7 separate regions of the Mus musculus genome follow, and all the other regions are linked to region 2. A link is a contact called in public ChIA-PET, HiChIP or PLAC-seq and promoter capture Hi-C data. All regions are on one chromosome and are shown on one strand. Each heading gives the region's core, a stretch centred on a gene start, on an enhancer-like site or on the middle of the called end of the contact. The rest is flanking DNA. Distances are from core to core; before and after follow the strand shown. Region 1 overlaps Dop1a (DOP1 leucine zipper like protein A). Region 2 holds the start of Ibtk (inhibitor of Bruton agammaglobulinemia tyrosine kinase). Region 3 overlaps Me1 (malic enzyme 1, NADP(+)-dependent, cytosolic). Region 4 overlaps Me1 (malic enzyme 1, NADP(+)-dependent, cytosolic). Region 5 holds the start of A330041J22Rik (RIKEN cDNA A330041J22 gene). Region 6 overlaps Ube2cbp (ubiquitin-conjugating enzyme E2C binding protein). Region 7 holds the start of Prss35 (protease, serine 35).

Region 1 (3,138 bases), core at 468-2,967, 800 kb before region 2:
ACATTAGATTCCAGTTTCTTTGGCCTTTCCTTTTTCTTTTTGTTCCTTTACTTAGAAGCTACCTGGGGTTTATTTTTGTATGGTATAGGAAAGAATCTCTCTTATTTCCTGGAGTAAATTAGTACTCTCTATTTTGTTTTTAACTATTTTAAGTAAATTGATAAAGAAAATCAACTGCCTAGAGGTGCTATCCTTTCTCATTTTCAAAGACCCATAGAATGTATTCATAATATAGAGCTTACTCTATTTGCAAACTCAGAAGAAATCAGAAAAGACTGACTGTGACCTGGCTTGGAATAATAGTGTAAGGATTATTTTAGGTCTAAAGTAAACATCGTGGCTCAGGTACATATGCACATATATGTGCACACCTCAGTCCATGCACAATTTCCTGGTTATCCAAGTCACATCTGTGCTTAGAGAGACACATGGACTTAATACCAAGGTATGTTCCAGGGAGCTTGGGTGCCTACAGTTATACTGTGTCCATGAAGGCATTCATCTTTTTAGAAAGGGCAGTTATTGTGTTCTCTGCTTCTCCAGTGTGCAGATGACCACTGTTGGAGTACTTAGCCCCTGCTTTCTAAGCCAATCCAATACATTCCTCTTCTAGAGACCCCTGTCTGCAGCACAGTTCCAAATAAGACATAGAAATGGTTGTGACTGGCAATAATTCCTGGCTCTCCTTTATTTTGTTCTCTTGTTTGTATTTCTTGACCTCTTGTCCACAACTAAAATACAGTAATACACTTGCCTAGAGTAAGACAGTCACTAATTGAATTTGCTGTGAATTTTCTGATATTTGAACCAAACAGTAAACCATAGATCATGTTTAGAGTAAGTCTTTCAAATTCAGGGTTGATTTCTTTTACATAATGAAGCTGAAAAATTTTCAGTTATGTAATAATGTCCATCAACCCACACTTGGTTTATCTCAACCCAAATTAAAATTTAGTAAAGGTATTTTATAAGAAACAACAGAAAAACAAAACACCCAAACTCAAAATAAATGTGCCCCAAATCCCTATAATTCAGAATAGAGAGAAGATAAAGGGTTTTAATGGTTTACCTTGTATGTCTGGAAGGTACTTTTGGTACTGGTCACTTTCACTGCTAAGAACGGCGAAGGCCAGTCTTTTGAGAAGCATGGCTCGCTGTTCTAGCTCCACATCCCGGTTTGCAAAAAGATTGAGAGAACTGCTCTGGGCCACGGCTACTCGAGCTATAAGAAGGAAGGGAAGCAGAAGGCCAGCTAGTCATCTGAAAGTGATCATTGCTTATTTAGAATGAGTAAATACCCCATGACATACACACTGAGGAACAGGGCAAAGCACCTAGACCTTTCTTTGGTGCCGAAAAGCTGTAGACACTTAGGACTGTGAATTTTAGAAGGTAAAATAACCAGTATTACCATTAATATAAAGCTGTGTGTTTAAATCTTCTATATTACTTTAAAAAATAACTTCTGGAGAGATGAAGCTGGTCTGACTTCCTAGCCTTTCTTTATATTGAGCTCCTTGCTCATGACTTGCCTGCTATAGCATATTGTCTTGTTGGGTATGACATGAACTCACTGAATTTGCTCTCACTCCAGAAATCACTTTGTAATTTTGTTCCCTATGTTGGAAATTCCGTTTCTAGGAAGGGCTGGCTCCCTCAGTTTCATATGCAATATGAGCTCTTTGCTGTTGAAATTTATTACACAATACTCCATTTCCTTTACAACCTCACTTCCTAATTTAAAATTTTTATAAATGTTAGCATAGTGCTGTCACCTTTCACTGACTATTTGATGAATGGAGAAGAGACTGAAGGAAAGGTAGTTCAATGACTGGCCCATCTTGGGATCCAGCTCATGGGGGAGCACTAAGGCCTGACACTATTACTGATGCTATGATGAGCTTACAGACAGGAGCCTGGTATGGCTGTCCTCGGAGAGGCCCTACCAGCAGCTGACTGAGACAAATGCAGATACCTATACCCAACCATTGGACTGAAGTCAGAGACCCCTATGGTTGAATTGGGGGGCAGGATTGAAGAAGCTGAAGGGGAGGGTGACCCTATAGGAAGTCTAGCAGTCTCAACTAACCTGGACTCCAGGGAGCTCCCAGAAACTAAGCTACCAACCAGGCAGCAAACACCGGCTGTTCCAAGGCCCCTGCACAAATATAGCAGAGAACTGCCTGGTCTGGCCTCAGGTGGAGAAGATATTGAGTGTGTGTGTGTGTGTGTGTGTGTGTGTGTGTGTGTGTGTGTGAGAGAGAGAGAGAGAGAGAATGACCCTCTCGGAGACAAGGAGGAGGGGGAATGACATGAGGAACTGTGGGAGGGGGGGCCTGGGAAGGGGGGCGGCAATGGCTGGAATGTAAATAAATAATTTTAAAAACCCCACGCAGTAATTTTCTAGACTATTTGCAACCTGAAAATGGTACACCTTTTACTGTAAATGCATACAAAATGCATACAACAGATCAGCTGACACAGTATCTTATGAACATCCACATTCTGTGCCATCTACTGGTCTCTGAGCTGAGAATGGAGCTCTGAGGCTAAGTACTTCCTAGCATGCATGCAGCCCTGGATCTGTTTTCAGCACTATCACAAGCAAACCAAAACAACCAACCAACAGCTGCAAGAAAACTAGATGGGGTGACATGACACCCTTTCTCCAGATGAGAAAGCTATGTGGAATACACAGTACAGACTCAGAATCCCAATGAATACAGTTCAGCTTAGTAACATTTTGTTCTTTCCTTTTCCCTCCCCCACTTCTCTTTCCAGAAGATCCTCAGGCACAGCAATTTAGAGTATATTCTTGCAGAGTTTAGACCCAATTGCCTACATTCAGTCTTTTTATCGAGTGAGTGCCCATTATATGCTGGTAATGAGGCTGTGTGCAGAGGAAAGAAAAGACAGTTTTCCTTGCTATTCAGCTGTCTTCAGTAAGGTTTGTGTGAGTGGCACCATTCACCGTATGTGATGAGCGATCTCATCAGGGACTTGCATGCATTTACATCACATCTTTACTCTTCCTCACACCTGCATTACTCTCTCATCCTCAGCCACCAGTTCTCTTCATTTCCTACATAGCTCTCATTCTATATCTGTGCCTTAGGTTTTGTTTGATTCTGAGCTGGT
Region 2 (2,877 bases), core at 85-2,584:
TATATGATTATGGCCGTATGGACATTTTGTACCCCCAATGCTTACAAGCGTTTGAGACATGGCAACTTCTAGGTGGTGTTACTGTGTGCTTGGCACTCTGCTAAGTGCTGCGGGCGTCTATCAACACATTTTCACTACAGCAACATGTATTCCATTCCCACTTTGCAGATGAGGAAATTAAGGCTTCAGAAAACCTAAATGACTTACCCAATACAAAGAAGAGACAGATAAAAGATGTGAACTCAGGGCAACACATTTATTTACATCACTAGCTTCCAGATCACTGAGCGTCTTTGTTCATGAGTGTGTACACAGCTTCCTTCCAAGTCACTGTTTATACATTACAGAATGGGTCAGAGTAGGAAGTAAGAAAGCAAATTAAGTCCTTGCACTGGGAGGAGAGCTGGGGAGCTAGGTCTGTTTCCATCTCTCCTTCAGTTTGATCTAGCAACTTACTTTCCTACAAAGTCTACAAAACAGGCAATTGGGCTGAAGCAGTCTAAGAGGGTATTGAGTTTAACTCCGTTTAATAGATGATGGTGTCAGTGGCTCATACAGCAACACAAACAGGGCCGAGGTTCAAACAACTCTGGGCTCCAAGTGCTGTTTTTCTCTGAGTCATGCTACTCCTCCCTGAACACATGTTTACTAAGGCGCCTCTGTATCAGACTTCAGCAGGAGTATGTTTTCCGTTCTGGACTGATTATTGGCACACAATTTGCAACCTTTAAAATGGCTTGTAGATTTAAGAGTTCAGGGAGGAAAACCTATTGTAAGCCTGGCGTCAGGCAGACAGATGTGACCCAAGTCAGCAGCTGGTCGCACAGTGGCGATCTGAAAAATCTATGGCGCCTTCTGACAAAAAGAGAGTGACACTCAGACAATCCGGGCACAACAGGCGGGGCACAGAGCAGCAGGGCCCAGTCTTGGGGAGAGGACACCTCTGGTTTTCCAGTTATCCCACTACGAGTGATCCGGGAAGCAACTTTTCTAAGATGCCCACGTTTCTACGGAGTGGTGCTTGGGCATCCAGCCAGTTCCTTGTTTCCTCCATCCCAGCCTTAACCTCCTTTCCGAGTGTCGACCTGCGGGGAGACAGATCTCCTAGGGTGACATCTGGCACCAAGAGGGGCAGTACTGGTTCTGAGTGTAGGGCGGCAGCCAGTGTCGACCGCACCAAGGCCGGCAGGGGTCATGCTCCTTTGGGATACTAGGGAAAGGCCACAGCTGAGGTACTGCCACGCTAGGCCTTGTGGGCAGGCCCCGACCAATCACTGTGGGGCATACACGAACTCCGGCCAATCAGCGCCCGTCTTATTCCCGAGTCCCGCCCGCTCTAGCTCAGGTTTCCCCGAACCCGGTCCCGGCGCCGACAGTCGCGGCTGTCGCTTTCCGTGCAGCCGTCCCCGGAGCTGACTCGGGCGTCCCGGCTCCTGGCTCCCTTCGTTGTCCCCGGTAGCTTTCACTAAGGATGAGTCCCTGCGCGGCCGCGCGCCTGCCCCGCGGAGACCGCCGGCGCACCTTCATCTAGCGACTGGTGAGGGCGACGGCGAAGGCGTCCTGCCAGCCCGGCAGGGGAGCGGGGCCCGGGGAGGGAACTCGCGGAGGGGGCGGCTGCCGAGCTTCGCGCCGCGTGGCACGGGCGGGTGGCCTGGCAGCGCAGCCCCGCCGCCCCTGCCAGCTAATGAATGGCCTTGTCCCGCCAAGTGCTACGTCGCCAAGCTGCCCGACACGCCCTCCAGCGACGATGCTTTTCTGGTTCCGAGGGTTGACTGGTGTCACCTCCCTTGGATCCCTTCCTAGAGGCTCCCATGTCCCCTAAACCCTTGGTGGAGTTTACAAAGTTTGAGTTCCCGCGGGCCTTGCTGAGTTTGCAGAAGCAGGTCTTGCTCTGAGCATTCGCTGCTGGGTGGAAGTGGACTGGGGTCTGTTCTGCAGAGACAGGATAGAGGGGCCTTTTGTTCGTAGCTATCAGGTTGCAAAGGCATTTTGGATCCGAGGGGAAATGGCCAACCCTGATTTAAGCCGTCTTTAACTCTGTTATCTAACACAGTCATAAAACATGAGTCGTGTTAGTCAGAGGGGATATTTTTCAAGGAGGAGAAGTTGAGTAGCACCTGTTTCCTTTATCTCGAAGTAGGTAACATTTGAAGTAGTTCCCCCCCCCCCCCCATAGTTAGTGTGGTTACCTCCATATGCAAATTACCAAACGTTTTGTGTGTGTGTGTGTGTGTGTGTGTGTGTGTGTGTGTTTTTCGTCATCAGTTCCTCACTTCTCAGTGGAGTTACTTTCATTTGTTTTTATTGATTTGGAGACCTGCTTCACCGTACCTGAGGACAGAACTATTTTCTAAAACGTGTTTTCTAAAAAAGTTTTTGCAAAACTTGAGTCACATCGCAGCTTTACAGTTTTTCAATTGGATATGTTAATCTTCGGTTTTTTTTTTTCTTTTTAGTAAATCTTGTTTGAAGGGCTTTCTGTGTGCCAATTTTTTTTTTCTGTGTGCCAATTTTTGTGTGATGATTTCATTACATTTTAAACGTTCAAGATGCTTGTGGATTATAAAATTCTAGACTGAATGAGTATGCCCAAACTTCTTTCTTTCTTTCTTCCTTTTTTTTTAAAAAATATTTATTTATTTATTTATTTATTTTACGCATATGAGTACACTGTAGCTGTACAGTTGGGAATTGAATTTTTAGGACCTCTGCTTGCTCTAGTCGGCTCTGCTCGCTCTGTTCAACTTCGCTCACTCAGTCCCTGACTGCTCCAGCCCAAAGATTTTATTTATTATTATACATAAGTACACTGCACCTGACTTCAGATGCACGAGAAGAGGGTGTCAGATCTCATTAAGGGTGGTTGTGAGCCACCAT
Region 3 (2,838 bases), core at 251-2,750, 840 kb before region 2:
AAGAATGCTAAGCAGAGACTAGGAGTGGGTAGCTAGTGGGTTGCTAAGCATCACTAGTGAGAGTCTTCCTCCGTCGAGACTAGCTTTCATTTCAAAGGAGGAATCTTTAACTTGCTTTTAGCTACTGATTATCAGTGAAACAACTAAAAGTATTTTTTTCCAAATGTCGGTAAGTCACATTTCTCCACCGTGAGCCTGCCTAAATAATGGCATTGTGAAGTCTGACACAGTTTAGTAGAAGTGTCTGTCATTACCGCTTCAGTACAGAAAATTAAAGCTGCACTAGTTTTTAAGCAGATATGAGACTAAAACAGGACACTGCAGGTTCGTACGCTCACTAGAGGGGCTGATGAGATGGTTCAGTGGATAGAGGTACTTGCTGCCAATACTCATGAGCTGAAGTCAGTCAGCGCAGGACTTCATAGTGTAGAAGAAAATCTCCTGCAGCTTGGTCTCTGATTCCTACACATGTGTCATGGCATGCACATGCCACCTCCCCATAAATAAATACAAATGTAATCAGGATTTTTTTTTTAAGGAAACCACTGATAGGAGAAGTCAGCTTTCAGTAGGATTTCGGGAAAGTCCCTCAGGGCGTCACCGAGCCCACCTGTCAGGCAGTCCTGAACGGTCGAGGACTGATTTTACCCAGCCCCAAGCTGATACATTAGCCGCAGTTTCTTAGACACGGTGGAGAGAACGTGAGGCACCAGCTCAGAGACAGAGAGTGGCGTTAATCCTGCTGCAAATGGTCCTGGGAGCTTACGCTTATTGTCCGATTCCTTTGCATCCGAGCCTCAGCAGGATCCTGGTGCCGTGGGTGGGATATATTTGTCACCATGAACTGATAACTTGCATGCTGGTCCTGTTGTAACTGTGTTCCAAATTTGGGCGCGCACACACACACACACACACATATATACACACGCACATACATATATATATCATATATATATGTATATGTAATTACTGAGAGTATTTTAAAGTTTTTACATAAAGAAAAGTACAACTATTTCTTTTAGGAAAGCATAAAATGATCTTAATTCTTTAGCCCATGTTTTCTTCCTTTAACTCTAGCACCCTCTAGTGACAATGTCAGGTAAATACGTTTTATTTCTCATTTCATAAATAGTGATTGCTGATCACTGTCAAAGGTTCATGGGCTTTCATCTTAGCACCCTGGAGGTAGAACCAAGTGGATCTCTGAGAATTCAAGAAAAGTCTACTGTGCAGAGCAAGTTTCAGGTCACCCAGAGTTACATGGTGACACCCAGACCTCCCCCTTGGTCTCTGAAATTTTTTTTTCTTTTTTGAAGAAAAAAATGTAACTGGGTATGGTGGCTCATGCATACTTGTAATCCCAGCATTTTCAGGGATGGGTCTAGATGTAGGATTTCAAGGTTAAGGTTGGTCTTGGCTACACAGAGAGCTCCAGGTCAGCTTGTACTACATGGTGAAATAGCAGAACCAAGTCAAGGAAAAGCAACCGGTGCCATGGCAACTGGGCTCTCTCACTGCTGGTTTCCTCCCAGCTGTGTCATCACAGCATTCTCCTTCCTCAGACAACACGCCCTTGCTTGCTTCCCCTGGTCTTCAGCTTGCTTTTAATGAAGACTGCACATATGTGCATGCGCGCGCGCGCACGCACACACACACACACACACACACACACACACACACACACACACACACACAGTGGATTTAGGGTATTATTTTTGCTTCCCACATAGTTCCTTAAGGCAGATCTGTCACTAAATCTGGGTCTCACTGATGTGGCTGGGCTGGCTGACCAGCAAGACCCAGGGTTCTACCTGACTCTGCCTCCCAACACTGGGAGTCTAAGTGTGTGCTGCAGAGCCTTGCCCACAGCCCATAGATACTGAGATCCCCTCAGGACCTCATGCTCATTTAAGCACGTTCCCAGCCTCGAGGCTACACTTTTTTAAACACTCGGACCCTGAGGGTAACCTGGCTGGCGTTGTTCTTGAGAGCTTTGGATGTTAACAAGATCATGTCGCTCCTTTAACTGAAGAGTTCACTCCCTTTAAGGCCCTTCCTTCTTCAGAATGTCATAGCAACAACAAGCTGCTGACACAGGGGAAGCAGTGCAATAGAAGCTCCTGGAAGAACAAACTTAGTGCTGTAGATGCTCACTGCCCGGGGAAGGCTGTCTGGTTCAGCTCACTGAAGTCACAGTTCAGAAATTAGAGTGACTTGCTTTATTCCACAACCCCAGATTTAATCACTTCTGTATTACAGCACACATACACAAAAACTGATTGGAAGGGGCTGGAGAGATGGCTCAGTGCTTGAGAGGACCTGGGTTCAGTTCCCAGCCCACATGGTGCCTCACAACCATCTGTAACTCCAGTTCCAGGGCATTTGACGTCATCTTTGGTCCTCCAAGGACACCAGACACAGACACAGAGGTGCACAGACATTCATGAAGGCAAAGGCAAAACACACACACACACACACATACATATATATATATACATATATATATATATATATATATATATATATATATATATACATATACATATACATATACATATACATACATACACACACACACATACACTAGTTTGGTCACATGTGAAACTGGAAATTTCATTGACTAGGCTAATCTGAAAGGGTATTTTTGGATTTTTAAGAATGTATTTGTTGCTTTATGTGTGAGTAGTACATGCGTGTGTACTTGTGCAGAGGTGGATGCATGTGTATGAAGGTGTGTAAAGGTTAGAGGTTAACACTGGCTGTCTTTTGAGACAGGCTTTCTCACTGAGTCCACAGATCACCCGTTGGCTTGGCTGGCCAGCTAGGGAGTCAGGGCTA
Region 4 (2,834 bases), core at 128-2,627, 870 kb before region 2:
CCAGTCAGCATTTTAAGGGCAAAATTTATATTTCTGTTTGCTGCTATATTTATAAAGTATCTTCCTTAATATATTATCAAAATGAGTCATTTGGAATAAATCTCCCCACCCCCAAGGAATTAATCCGATATGAAGCACCGTAGCTCTTGGACACTGTGTAGTGCCATACACGTAGCACATCCTACAACATGATTTTACCCTGCCGTTCAGAAAGAGCGTGCACGATCAAGTCAGTTACACGACCCCTCAGTGTCTTAAGATCAAAGAAAGACTACTGTTTTCATCAGTGTTTGTCCACGTATGCCTGGTTTTGAGATGCCTGGTGTGTTGAATGCATACAGATGTCATCTTGCAGATGCCTGGTGTGTTGAATGCATACAGATGCAATCTTGCTGATTTCGTGATAAAGTTCTGGGTGTAGCTCAATGTCAGAGTGCTTGCCCAACACGTGAGTTCCCATGGCCTACCGTCAGCCCAGATCTAACCGCACAAGCAGTGTGAGCTCACTAAATGCTCGGTCTTTAGTCATAAGGAACTCTAGCTTCTACATCTGTAAAATGTAATGACAGTGCCTTCCTTGCTGAATTGCTGAGAGAATTAAATTATATAATCCCTCTGAAATGTGGACCATACCATCTGGTGCTTAGTCAGTTCTGGCCACAGCCATTACTCACTGAAGTAAGGTGGTTTCCAGACTTAACACACCACAGAGAACACAAGCTCCAGAAGTTTTACATGTCCGTTTTGGGGTATTTTTGTTAGCTTTTCAAACTATATATACCTGCTATTTTATGCCAAATTTTGATTATAAAATAGTAGGTTCTTTTCACAGTTACGTAGAGGTAGATTGGCTAATTCCTAAGCATTCCATTGCTCCTGATTTCTTGGCATCTAGCAACTTGAAGCTAGAACAAAGCGTCCCTTCTGGGACGTTCTCTTTATTCCATGGTGTAGGATACCCATTGCAAGATGAATCCTGAAAGCCTCTTTCTAAATCTCTAGGACTGATCAGAGCTAACTACCAGGTAGGAAATGTCACAAAATTAAAATGAGTGTGTGGCATCTTCCTGAGGATGAGTCTAAAACAGGCGCATGAAAATGATAAGGTGCCCTGTGTGCCGATTTACTACCTAGGACTCTCCCCAGATGGCACGGTGGAAACCCTGTAGATTTATAGCTTCACTACACCATGTCCTGAACACGAAGGCAAACCACACCGGAGGGACTCCATTTCAACCACAGAGAAACTGTAACAAGCCCCAAACCACCAGACTGAGTAAGTAGTAGATCCCGGAATAGAGTTGAGAAGGCTCTGATGCTCCTCACAGACCACAGGCTGCTGCTTCTGAGCATAATGACAGAGCATCTGCCGCCGCTATTCCCCAGAATATGACACACCAGGGCATTGTCCAACGACGTGCAGTTTTGGGTTTCTGAAGGAAGGCTCCTTGGAAACAAGAAAGTTGGAAAGTAGCCATCACGGCCGTCGGGTGGCTGCTGCCCGAGACCTGTGTTTGGGGCACTTAGTTGCTACCACAAAGTTTACTTCTCCGCTGACATTTTCAAAAGTGACAGTTTGTAATTATGGAAATGCTTCTTTTCAGTTCTTTATAACATTTTTGTAATTTCATGGAGGGCTTCCTTGGGATATGAAAAGTGAAAAACTTGTAAGTGCAGCTGTATTGTTCATCATTTGTCTGCACTCTCCCAGTTTCCTCTCAGCCTTTCCTCCTTTGTGCCCTCAGTAGATTCTACAGCACCAAACAACCGCTCTGGAGTCTGAGTTTGAAAATCTAATCAGTTGGCTTTACTTTGTCAGGCATACTTCTGTCAGTACTATGTCATCTGACAAAATTTGCTTGTATTTATATGTATTTCTCCGTTTATTAACTGGTAAAGAGCTTTTATTATTTGGATTATTTTCTTTGTGAAGAACAACCTTTGAAGTTCCTTCAGTCGCTTCATGTAAACTGTCTTGTTTTAGCCTTATTCCTGAAGAGTAGTTTTCAAATTTCTCTTAGACTTTGAGGGCATTATCTCACATTTAATAGCTTCTTTTTTTTTGGTTTTTCGAGACAGGGTTTCTCTGTGTAGCCCTGGCTGTCCTGGAACTCACTCTATAGACCAGGCTGGCCTCGAACTCAGAAGTCCACCTGCCTCTGCCTCCCAAGTGCTGGGATTAAAGGCTAATAGATTCTTTTGCTACCATTAAATATTTTTGAAACTCTTGAATATCGAGTACTTATTGTTAGTCATTGCACTAAACACACTTATCATTTCAGACAACCCACATAACAAGTATGTGAGAGATGTGGACAATATTCTCATCTTTCTTGGTGGGAAAACACAGGCACAGAAAACTTGAAGATACATAGTATATTCATCTGTATAGATGCCAAGATTTCAGTGTGGGAGCTCTGACTCCATAGGCTGTGGCCCAGAAACATTATAATAGCCAGATTATAGAAAGAACAAAGGTGTAACCAGTCATACTCAATATTAAAGTTATTTGAGAGCAGTATTGGTGAAAGCAAGGATGCATTTTTTATGCATACACATAGTAGCACATTAATCATTACTATCTAGTTGTCATGTTTACGCCTTATACTTATATCTGTCCATATCTATAAGATGAAAATCATGGTGGTAGTCCATTGTGTGGTTGTGAAAACTAATTGTATGCGTTATGTCTTACGAAGTGGCAAAACATATTTGCTGTTGTTAGTAGTGTAGCGAAACAGAAAAACAAGAGCTGACTCTTCTGTATCACATGGTGTATCAGATGATGGAGTACTAAATAAATGGTACTAATATAGTTGGGCAAATAATGTAGA
Region 5 (3,110 bases), core at 305-2,804, 950 kb before region 2:
AAAGCTTCATTCTACTAAAACTGTTGGAATTGGTTTCTCCTGGAAATTTGTATCTTCCAGGTCTGCTGTTAAACTGTTTTTGACTCACACAAAGCATTATAATTGCAATGCGCCTCATCTAATTTAGGAGAGGGAGTTTTGTAAAGTATACCCCTTTCTCAGATGTTATGAGGTAAATTATTTATGGGTTGTAAAACTCACAATGAAAGGTGTCATGTTAAGTACAAGAAATGTTTTTGAAGAACTGTGCAATGCTAATATAATGCTTTCTATAAAATAACTGAGTCTAGATAATTTAAAAGCCAGGCCAAAGAAACTTCTGAATTCAAGCATAGCCTAAAAGCTATCGTTGTACTGGTAGAGTAAAGTAAAATAATTAGAAAACATTTCACAGGTATCTAGGCAATATATAACCCCATAACCATTCCTCAGTGTTTAGGCGAATACCATAGAATCTGGCCATGCGATTACACTAAAAAGAAAAGGCTTTGGTGTCTGAAGGCTGCTTGATTGTTCTGTTCTGTTTTAATCAGACATCCCTGAGTGGCATGGGACTTACTTCTCCAGTCCTTTAATCTTTAAGTAGAAATATCAATAATGCAACCACAGGGTTTGAATACTGGAAGACCTTTTATTCTCACCCTCTTTCCTCAAAGAAGAAACCATATAGTCTTGCAAAAATGAACATCTTGGTTTCCAGAACGCTCAGGGGAGTCCTTCTTAAGCTCAATAGGTCTGATCACTGGACCCGTGTACTCTTAACACCTCTTCTCTTATCGCGTTCAAAAGAAATTCCCCTCCTATGCTATTCAGATACAGGCGGGGAGTCGCCCTCTCGCCCAGTGCCATCGAGGCCTGGACTTTCTGGGTCAAAGTTGATCCCCCTCCTGCATCAGGCCCCGGGGGCATGGCTGGCACCCAGGACGTTGGGGTTAGGGGAGGACAGTGGACGAGCCGAGGAAGCGAGGCGGCCCGCCCCTCACCCGTCGGGGCCCAGGTCTCTCGCTTGGCGTTCACCAGCCTGGCCGGAGCCCCGCCCCCGCCCCCTCGCACGGCGGCTCGGCCGATGCCGCCGTGACTCAGCGCTTCTCGCGGGCCGCCCGGCCGCGGCGGCGGCGGCTAGGCGCGGGCTCCTCCCGCCTCGCCACCCCCTCTCGCCACCCACGCCCGCCCCCGGCCGCGGGGCCTTCCGTCGCACGGCCGCCGCCCGCCGCACTCCGCGTCCGCCCCGCCACCGTGCCAGCCATGGAGCCCCGAGCCCCCCGCCGCCGACACACCCACCAGCGCGGCTACCTGCTGACGCGGGACCCGCATCTCAACAAGGTGAGCCCCGCGGCCCCGAGAGCCGCCCTGTGCCCGCAGCCGGCCGCTGGGCCGCGGGGACCTGCGTGCCACCGAGGGGACCGTCCCACCCGGGAGGCCACTGCGGAGCCGGCGCCCTCGCCTCTCAGCATCCCGATGCTGGACCCCGGGGAGCGATGTAACTTGTGGTCCGCTCTTCTTTGTCTGCCCCTTTCCCATCCCGGGAAGGGCAGTGTGGACCAGTGTGGGAATCGAGCGTTTTCCGTGAGGGTGGCAGGCGGGCGGCCAGCTCAGCCGCGACGTGCCTTCCCGGTCCAGGTGACTGGACTGGCAATGACCGGAGGCTGCTGTGGAGACAAGTGGTCCTACCGGTCCTGCCTTGAACAGAGATGGCCTCTGAGTGCCTGGGATCCCATCCACAAGATGTGGGGGCTCCAGGGCCTCTTGGCTTCTGGGATGACATTGGTTGTATGGTGTGGGTGGTTTCTTGTTGAACCCTACGTGCATGCCTAGGTGGGAAAACTTACATGATACGGCGGTACAGTCATTTATTTTATTTATTCATTTATTTTCCTTTCTAAATTCTGACTTTTGGAAAGTTATTATTTTTTTTTAAACCAGTCCTCTTTTTTTCTTTTCTTATTACAAGGAAATTCAATGTATGCCCCAGATCAGAGTTCCCTTTTCTCATGCTGTGATATCTCTCCTCCCACCCTATACCCAAGATCTCCCCTAAATGAGAACATTTTAGAAATGATCAGTTTGCTTTTGTAAGTAACTAGGTCTTATTTTATAGTGTGGGTGGTTGTTAGAATGGTGTGTGTGTGTGTGTGTGTGTGTGTGTGTGCGTGCGTGCACGCACGTACGCACATATGTGCATGCACGTGTGTGCATATCTGATTTCCTATTTCTTCAGTATGTGGAGAGTGACATGAGTGTCAGCATGGAGGCCTGTTAAGTCTTTTAGGGTATCACTTTAGTGAACCTCCTTTTTCGTTAAGAAGTGTACCTCAGCATTTCTCTCTAGTCATGTTATGGGTGACTTGTGCTCATTATTAATAACTTAAACACGTGTGATTATTTTGCGCATTATAGCTAGTTTGAGTTTGTAATTTTTTTATGACTCTTTTTTTTTTTTTTTTTTTTTTGGTTTTTCGAGACAGGGTTTCTCTGTGTAGCCCTGGCTGTCCTGGAACTCACTCTGTAGACCAAGCTGGCCTCGAACTCAGAAATCCGCCTGCCTCTGCCTCCCGAGTGCTGGGATTAAAGGCGTGCGCCACCACGCCCGGCGAGTTTGTAATTTTTTTGTAGTGACTTCTACAAATCTTTATTTGATTATTTATAGCTATGTAGTGTAAACATTTTAAGTTTCCTACTTATTTTTCCTTCAAAATCAATGTAATTGCTAGTTTGAATTTTTTTTCTTCCTATTTTATTATCCTGTAGGTCGAGGACTATTTTCACTAGAACAAAGGTAAACTTTGGTGTGACAAAGCCACTTGTGGCTCTCACGTGTTACCTGCCTGTCCTGACTTATGACGAAATCATGGGTCGCCTTGACAAGATCACACGAGTAGCAGAACCTGTTTGATTTTCTTAAGTCAAGGTTGAAATGTTTGTTAAGAGTGGGTAGACAGGCCAGCCCATCCCATCCCATAGCAAAGGCATACTTTACTGGGTTTGGAGTCTCCTGCTAACCTGTAACAGTTGATACCCACTGTAGAAACGATACTGTCACAAAGATCTTACACCAAAGGTAGAAAAGTACAGTCTTAATGTGTGCACACATTTTACCTGCAGTGTATCAA
Region 6 (2,864 bases), core at 93-2,592, 700 kb before region 2:
GAGACCATTTTAGATGGAACAGTACAAGTAGAGACATAATATAATATTGTTGTGGTTGGATTGTGGTTGTATACAAACTCAAAATGCATCTCGATGCAATTAGGTAGTAAACCTTTTCTTTTTGTAAGCTCTCATGACTTTTTTTTTTTTTTTTTAAATTCTGCTCATTGCATTTCTTACAATGTGCTATAATAGACAAGGCAGACAGCATTGGAAGGAACCGTGTTGATGCTTCGTGTCAGAGAAAGGCTTTGCTTGTGTCTATGACACCCTGAGACCTTATTGTTGAGCCATCTGTAGGTACTTTATCAGAACTATGTAGAGTCTAGAGGTGGGGACAACAGGATTGTCCCAAAAAGCCTGTAAGAGACATGAAGCTATCCCCTGGCTTTGGAAAGACAAGAGAAGATGGGGGTGGTTGGGGAGGGGGGGGGGGATGTTACTCTTTTTTTTTTCTTTTTCTGGCCTAAGGGTAATTTTGCTAATTTCTGAATTAGTGAATGGCTAAAGTATGCAGAAACAATTTTAGAAACAAGGAACAGGAAAAAGAGATGTCCTGACATGCTTAAGTGACATCTGATAAACACCTGGAATGACATTGAATCCTGAAAAGGAAAAAGTAAACAAAAATTGTTCCTCTCCCCCAGCTCCCCCACAGCACGCAGGAACTTCCTGTTGAGTTTGGAAACTGGCAGAAGGCAGGCACGAGAGCCACCTTGTTCCCTGGGACTCTGATGGAGACCCTCAGGGACATAGAATTTGGGTTTGTTGCCTAATCATAGTCTGCAACTGAATTATTTTCAACATTTTCAGTTAATGAGCAACATTTAATATTCTAACCATGGACAAAATAAATCCACTGCTGTGTGCTGGTTTGTGTATTGTTTGTGTTTGTTGGACTATTTCTTTGTGTTTTTTGAAACATTTTGTTCAAATACCTGAAAAGGGAACTTTCAAAGCCTGTTCTCTGGTGCATGAAGATCTGTGTAAAGCAGGTTCCTCCATCTTTGATTGCTTTAGTGCTTTTTGCATAATAGGTGGGGGCTAAGCATTTGCTGCATGAATGACAATCAGGTAGGTGAATACTGGTGTGCACTGGAATCTAAATATTGTAGGAAGTAACTTGAAATTTTTAGCATTAATTATGTCTCAGGGTTTTCAAGCGTTGCGTTTTCAGCTGTAAGACCACGCTTTCCGGAGCAATCATGATACACATCACCCTGGCACACTACACCGTTTGGAGGTTAGTGTAGGTGAAGTGGTGACCTCTTGTGTGTGGAATTTGACCTGGGGATACATCTTTCCCAGCAGCAATGCTTATCCAGGATGCCACACGACCCAGTGGCCAGCAGAGGGCAGTGTTCCACTGGAAACGGATTCATTCTGGCTAGCCCGTTGGAGGGCTCACCTAGGTCCTCGTTATCGATGCTCCGCATTAGAGAATAATACTGTTTATTTAACCTCCGTGCAGCAGGGATTTGTGTAGACACTTAGAGATTAACTGCAGAGTTTTTTAATTGCCAGGACTTAAACTTTCTGGCATCTGAAAAGCATCTTAAACTACACACAAAAGAACAGCAAGTGGATTCTATTCTTCGCTTCTAATAACTAGGACTTCATTAATTCAATTAGGTTTTTTTATAGACTAGTAATACAGTATTTTTTTTTACATAAAACTTACCTTCATTTACAAATGAGACATCAGGAATGAGGGGAACAGCTATCCACTGCAGCTGTGTGGGAAGTCCATGTGTTCCCATAGCACCCAGTATCTCCCCTCCCTCTCACACCCATCTCCCACAGCTTCAGCAGACACTGCATTTTGCTCTTGGGTGAGGACACTCTACAGAGCTTTGCGTTCCTTAGGTCTGCTCCACAGAGACCCGTCTAGCCATTCATTTTGCTTGCTCATACTGTGTAATGGGCAGGGGTGGACATAAACCGTAAACATAAAAAGTGAGAAAGCCAGATTGAACTTACATGTTAGAAGTCCATCTCTCCTCATTGTTAATATAGAATTTACTGTATTTATGGAATGAGAGAAGGAACTCACCAGTATGTTCCATGGTAATCTAGGGCAGCTCCTGGCTCAGGAATTCTAAGCAAAATGTCTTTTGTTTTTGGAAACACTTGGCAGTGTTTGCTTCTGGTTGAGTCATTGGATAGTTCTAATTAAGCCTACACTTCAGAGTAAACCGTAAACAGCGTGTATTGCTGGTAATTTATTGTGCTAGCAAACTCTTTAAATATGATAATTTGTTCCAAACCTCTAAAACTCTGTTGATTTCCTTCAGAGCCGATTTCAGTGTTTAATCAAAGCTTGCAAGCCCAAGAATGTTGCACCTTTTATTGCCAGTCCTGTGGTGAAGTCACGATAAAGGACAGGTAAGGAATGTGTCCAACCCTGATTAAACTGTTTCTGGGAGTAATTACCAAGGGAACTGTGGAGGGCCTTAAAGTAAGAGCCGACTTAGTGTCACTTGGAACAAAGTGAAGCCCGACTCTCACCGTGGTGCTGGAGCGGAACGGGAGTCTGGTCTGAGGGAGGAAGCTGGTTATGGTGGAAGAGCTGGGCCCGTCACTGAGCAGAGAACCATGGAGTTGATCTCCTGTGTGTCCCTTTTGGTCTGAGGGTGTGTGAAGGTTTCCACAGAAAGTGAAGTTTCTACCTGTTAGAAGCTGTGCAGCAGGACTTTGTTATCTGTGCTAGCTCAGTCAGGGCTTTTCTAAAACCCATTTCCTAGCTCCCCTGCGTGTAAGATGGAGCATACGGAGCACTCATTAACCTTTTCTCGGTGATTAGGTTAATCTTGTAACCGGCACTGGTGATGTGCCATAATTACCCTGTGGAGAAGGGAAGGACT
Region 7 (3,170 bases), core at 671-3,170, 990 kb before region 2:
CTTTGGTAGTCACAGTGTATTTCGCTAATCACATATCAGTTTACCTGTAGGGAAATGTAAAATTATAAAATAATGATTTGTAAACTAAGTTGATGTTGGTCTTTCCTAATGTTCCCAATTCAGATTTCCCATCTGTCGTGTCTAAGGTGAAGGAGCTCCAGCATTCCAGAATTCCTGAGTCCGGTGCTTCTATTTAAAATGGATTTGTTGGATATTTGAGAATTGGGCACAGAAAGAAAGGCAGTCTATTCAGTAGAGAAAGTTGACCCACAGTAGCAGCTTCACGTGTGATGAGCCAAGCACATACTGAGGGCTCTCATATTTTAAAATATCTGCAAAAAAAGTGGAAAAGAAATGTACATAGAACTGTCTCACATGAGAGTCTTCTCTAAAATGAAATCCCATGCACCGTTTGATTGGCACTTTCTAGCCTGGCTCTTATTTGGCTAGGATTTTAACATTTTCTCTGCTAAATCATAAACCAGATCTTAAACACAATTCTCCAGTCAGCAAGTTATGACTTTTATAATTCTCTGTACAAATGAACTTGGCGGCGGGGAGGGGGGGATGTCAGAAGCCAGAAAAATTAATAAAGACAGGGAAGAAGAGACTTGATATACCAGACAACATCTTTCTGCATGTGTGTGCACGCCTTGGTTCTTGTGAGTAAATGGAACCCCATGGAAGTCAGAAGACAACCTTGAGTGTGGTCATATGCCAGGCTAACCCCCTAGAAGCTTTCACAGAGTCTCCTATGTTCTCTCCCCATCTGCTATAGGGCACTGGGATTTCAGATGTATTCTATCTCCTCTGGTTTTCTGTGGGTTCTGGGGATCCAAACTCAGGTCTTCATGTGTGTGAGGAAAGCCTTCTATTTGCTGAACCATCTCCTCAGCCCTGAAGAGCGACTTTCCAAATTGAAGATGGTATGGAAGTCAGATCAATCAGGCTTGGGAGTTGCTGCAACTTTCCAAAAATTCTTATTATTATAAAAGGTCTCAAGATCTCACACACCCATACACAGACACAGACACACACACACACAGAAAGACACAGACATATATACACACACGTACACACACATGCATATTTACACATATACTAACACACACTTACATACAGTCAGACACACATACACACACACCAACACACAGATGAGGCAAGAGAAATATTTAATCTCCATGTGCCCTTCACTCAGCTTTGGTAATTCTCAATACTTGGTTATTTTTTCAATCCACTCACCCCTGGCTGGTCCTTTAAAGCAAGCCCAAGATCTCCACTTCATCTCACCTCCTCGTCCCACGGGTCTTCCACTGTTCATTTCGCTACCCAGGCAGAAGGGAGAGGAGAGAGGGCAGGGCGACAGAGAGAGAATGAGGCAGACAGAGGCAGAAAGTACTTCGGCAGCAACTTAGGGAAGAGACAAACCTCTTTCCAGGAAAAGTTTTTACACCTTTTCCAGTGACATCTGTTAATAATCACAAAAATAAAGAGGGTCCCCTCTGGTACTGTTTAAGCAGAAAGCATTCCATTTGTATTCCAATGCAAACATCACTCACTCCTCGGATGTTAACCTTGCAGTGGCCGTTACTCATTCAGAATGGAAGAAGGGTGGTTGATCTCTAAAAAACAGCCAGCCTGTGATCCCTTCTTTAGTGCTTTTCTGTGTTCCTCCTGTGGGTCCTGCCTTGTTCAGGAGTGGTCCAGCCTCTAGGGTGCCCTCCTGTGCAGTGAGTTCATCCTTACCTGAGATGCTTACTGTATCCTCCCGTCCCAGGGGCGCTGCCCAGCAAGGATCCGGGTGGATGCAGACACTGGCTACGGAAGGTGCCAGGAGCCTAGTGGGCAGCAGAGTGCAGGGTCCTCTCAGCGGAGCTTCCCCGAGTCCGGGACCAGGCGAGAGTGGGGCTGCTGCACTGAGTGGCTGGAGATGGGAGGGGAAGGGGCGATGACGCTGACTTAGAGGGGAGGGGTGGGCGGATCCTGCTTACACACCACTGCATCCCTGCTGCACACCGATGGTTAAGAGCTAGAAAAAAACTCTAAATGGGTTCGCAAGAATGTAGGCACCCAGGGCGTGTTTTAACCAATGTTTTAAAAACAAAGCAGCAAAAACAAGAGGAGGAGGAGCGGCCAGCATGCCTAAACCAACTTAATCAGTATTAGCACGAAGGGAGTAAAGGTTATGGTTACCTCCAACCCAAGAGTCTCCATCTAAGGCCAAAGGCAGAGGTGAGGAGCCTACGCTGGGACACTGGGACACCCAGGGAGCAACTTGTGCAGCCTCCTGTGATTCACTTCTGTAGCTTTATTTTGAGCCAAGTTTGGCATACTCCCACTCCGGTCTCCACAGAATTCCCATCACACTCTTTCTGTTCCTTTCTTCTCTCCTCGGGATGGGGCACTCCTTTGGGATGGAGATTGTATGAGGAAAGCATTGTCAGCATTCCTTCTAGGCTCTGCCCTACAGTTACCTGGCAACAGCTAGGTATGACTGACTCAGTAAAAAAAAAAGGGGGGGGCTATTTGCCCCCTCCTTACTTATCCTCTTGCTCTCTTCCCTCTCTGTACCCTTCTCTCAACATTCCCCTCCCACCTCTCTCTCTCTCTCCACGTGTTCATGGCTGGCTTCTCTCCTCCCTTCCACTCCCCTCCCCACCCCTCCCCTCCCCACCCCTCCCCTCCCCACCCCTCCCCTCCCCTCCTCTCTTCTCCTCTCCTTGCCCCCCTTCTCTCTTTCTGTCTCTACTCCCTCCTAAACTCCCTTCCCCCTGCCCAAAATAAACTCTACTCCATACTATATCACACATATACTATATATGTGACTGGTCTCTCAGGGGGAAAGGATGCCTCAGTATAGACCCACAGAGGCACCCCCTTCCACCTCACCATACCTCACTCTACCAAACATATCCTGGTTCTTTCTTTCTTTCCTTTTTATAAAACACAACAAGCTTTACTTTTTCAGCTTTTACTGGGAAGCAGGTCTGGAGCAAAGAAAAGAAACCCCGAGTCCTGTATTTGGAATGTAGTCCAGTGTATGGGGCATTCACGTAAGCATGCCCAAGACTTAAGGTTTCATCCTCAGAGCCTGTGCTCACAACTGCCCCCTGACTAACCTCCATAGCCCCCCAACACAGAGAGAGAGGGGGGGAGGGGGAGAGGGAGAG

The links. Promoter capture Hi-C pulls out the DNA fragments that hold promoters and counts their contacts. ChIA-PET counts read pairs in DNA pulled down with a chosen protein or histone mark. HiChIP or PLAC-seq counts read pairs in DNA pulled down with a chosen protein or histone mark.
Region 1: a contact with region 2 is called in an H3K4me3 HiChIP or PLAC-seq map of bone marrow-derived macrophages, with 5 times the contacts expected there. The contact joins the enhancer-like site here to the promoter of Ibtk in region 2. A contact is called at or near these places in 10 of 39 promoter capture datasets (the 3T3-L1 cell line, the C10 cell line, the HPC-7 cell line and 6 more), 1 of 484 Hi-C or Micro-C datasets (reprogramming fibroblasts), 18 of 115 datasets of contacts at active chromatin or transcription factors (DN3 thymocytes, the SCID.adh cell line, T-cell acute lymphoblastic leukemia and 12 more) and 3 of 9 other capture datasets (adipose tissue, liver and pancreatic islet).
Region 3: a contact with region 2 is called in an H3K4me3 HiChIP or PLAC-seq map of bone marrow-derived macrophages, with 5 times the contacts expected there. The contact joins the enhancer-like site here to the promoter of Ibtk in region 2. A contact is called at or near these places in 8 of 39 promoter capture datasets (the C10 cell line, the HPC-7 cell line, HPC-7-derived erythroid cells and 6 more), 1 of 15 datasets of contacts at CTCF or cohesin (pro-B cells), 2 of 484 Hi-C or Micro-C datasets (CD4 T cells and cerebellum), 14 of 115 datasets of contacts at active chromatin or transcription factors (the NIH/3T3 cell line, T-cell acute lymphoblastic leukemia, bone marrow-derived macrophages and 8 more) and 1 of 9 other capture datasets (adipose tissue).
Region 4: an RNA polymerase II ChIA-PET map of memory CD8 T cells shows a contact between it and region 2, with 11 read pairs. The contact joins the enhancer-like site here to the promoter of Ibtk in region 2. A contact is called at or near these places in 5 of 39 promoter capture datasets (the C10 cell line, cranial neural crest, hippocampal neurons and 2 more), 1 of 484 Hi-C or Micro-C datasets (Th1 cells), 7 of 115 datasets of contacts at active chromatin or transcription factors (the 230-238 cell line, astrocytes, bone marrow-derived macrophages and 4 more) and 1 of 9 other capture datasets (adipose tissue).
Region 5: an H3K4me3 HiChIP or PLAC-seq map of neural tube shows a contact between it and region 2, with 5 times the contacts expected there. The contact joins the promoter of A330041J22Rik here to the promoter of Ibtk in region 2. A contact is called at or near these places in 8 of 39 promoter capture datasets (the 3T3-L1 cell line, the C10 cell line, the HPC-7 cell line and 3 more) and 5 of 115 datasets of contacts at active chromatin or transcription factors (bone marrow-derived macrophages, cardiomyocytes, embryonic stem cells and 1 more).
Region 6: a contact with region 2 is called in an H3K27ac HiChIP or PLAC-seq map of T-cell acute lymphoblastic leukemia, with 23 times the contacts expected there. The contact joins the enhancer-like site here to the promoter of Ibtk in region 2. A contact is called at or near these places in 16 of 39 promoter capture datasets (the 3T3-L1 cell line, the C10 cell line, the HPC-7 cell line and 11 more), 5 of 15 datasets of contacts at CTCF or cohesin (the NIH/3T3 cell line, embryonic stem cells, large pre-B cells and 2 more), 22 of 484 Hi-C or Micro-C datasets (the C10 cell line, the C2C12 cell line, the HPC-7 cell line and 15 more), 52 of 115 datasets of contacts at active chromatin or transcription factors (the 230-238 cell line, DN3 thymocytes, the NIH/3T3 cell line and 36 more) and 3 of 9 other capture datasets (liver, macrophages and pancreatic islet).
Region 7: a contact with region 2 is called in a promoter capture Hi-C map of liver, with 4 times the contacts expected there. The contact joins the promoter of Prss35 here to the promoter of Ibtk in region 2. A contact is called at or near these places in 3 of 39 promoter capture datasets (hippocampal neurons and liver), 8 of 115 datasets of contacts at active chromatin or transcription factors (astrocytes, differentiating embryonic stem cells, embryonic limb bud and 3 more) and 1 of 9 other capture datasets (pancreatic islet).

What each region holds. Positions count from the first base shown.
Region 1 is chr9:86,543,325-86,546,462 of GRCm38.p6, reverse strand. Dop1a (DOP1 leucine zipper like protein A) reads right to left here. Exons shown (of 39, transcript NM_177208.3): 34 at 1,070-1,222. Among named protein-coding and RNA genes, the nearest start is that of Pgm3, 27 kb to the left of the region's middle. Within about 2 kb of position 1,717, at least 23 of the 459 cell types and tissues checked have an H3K27ac peak or open chromatin away from gene starts, as enhancers often do. A contact at or near this core is called in bone marrow-derived macrophages, where this site is marked.
Region 2 is chr9:85,747,791-85,750,667 of GRCm38.p6, reverse strand. Ibtk (inhibitor of Bruton agammaglobulinemia tyrosine kinase) reads left to right here and starts at 1,334. Exons shown (of 29, transcript NM_001081282.2): 1 at 1,334-1,537.
Region 3 is chr9:86,591,518-86,594,355 of GRCm38.p6, reverse strand. All of the region lies in intron 12 of Me1 (malic enzyme 1, NADP(+)-dependent, cytosolic), which reads left to right. Among named protein-coding and RNA genes, the nearest start is that of Rwdd2a, 21 kb to the right of the region's middle. Within about 2 kb of position 1,500, at least 44 of the 459 cell types and tissues checked have an H3K27ac peak or open chromatin away from gene starts, as enhancers often do. A contact at or near this core is called in bone marrow-derived macrophages, forebrain and hippocampal neurons, where this site is marked.
Region 4 is chr9:86,622,729-86,625,562 of GRCm38.p6, reverse strand. All of the region lies in intron 6 of Me1 (malic enzyme 1, NADP(+)-dependent, cytosolic), which reads left to right. Among named protein-coding and RNA genes, the nearest start is that of Rwdd2a, 52 kb to the right of the region's middle. Within about 2 kb of position 1,377, at least 73 of the 459 cell types and tissues checked have an H3K27ac peak or open chromatin away from gene starts, as enhancers often do. A contact at or near this core is called in the 230-238 cell line, Th1 cells, effector CD8 T cells and 2 more, where this site is marked.
Region 5 is chr9:86,693,886-86,696,995 of GRCm38.p6, reverse strand. It overlaps A330041J22Rik (RIKEN cDNA A330041J22 gene), which reads right to left and starts at 1,554. Exons shown (of 3, transcript NR_045835.1): 1 at 1,294-1,554. It overlaps Me1 (malic enzyme 1, NADP(+)-dependent, cytosolic), which reads left to right and starts at 1,082. Exons shown (of 14, transcript NM_008615.2): 1 at 1,082-1,323. The coding sequence starts at 1,246.
Region 6 is chr9:86,448,284-86,451,147 of GRCm38.p6, reverse strand. Ube2cbp (ubiquitin-conjugating enzyme E2C binding protein) reads left to right here. Exons shown (of 10, transcript NM_027394.2): 3 at 2,295-2,385. Among named protein-coding and RNA genes, the nearest start is that of Ube2cbp, 15 kb to the left of the region's middle. Within about 2 kb of position 1,342, at least 16 of the 459 cell types and tissues checked have an H3K27ac peak or open chromatin away from gene starts, as enhancers often do. A contact at or near this core is called in the SCID.adh cell line, T-cell acute lymphoblastic leukemia and pancreatic islet, where this site is marked.
Region 7 is chr9:86,742,383-86,745,552 of GRCm38.p6, reverse strand. Prss35 (protease, serine 35) reads right to left here and starts at 1,920. Exons shown (of 2, transcript NM_178738.3): 1 at 1,747-1,920.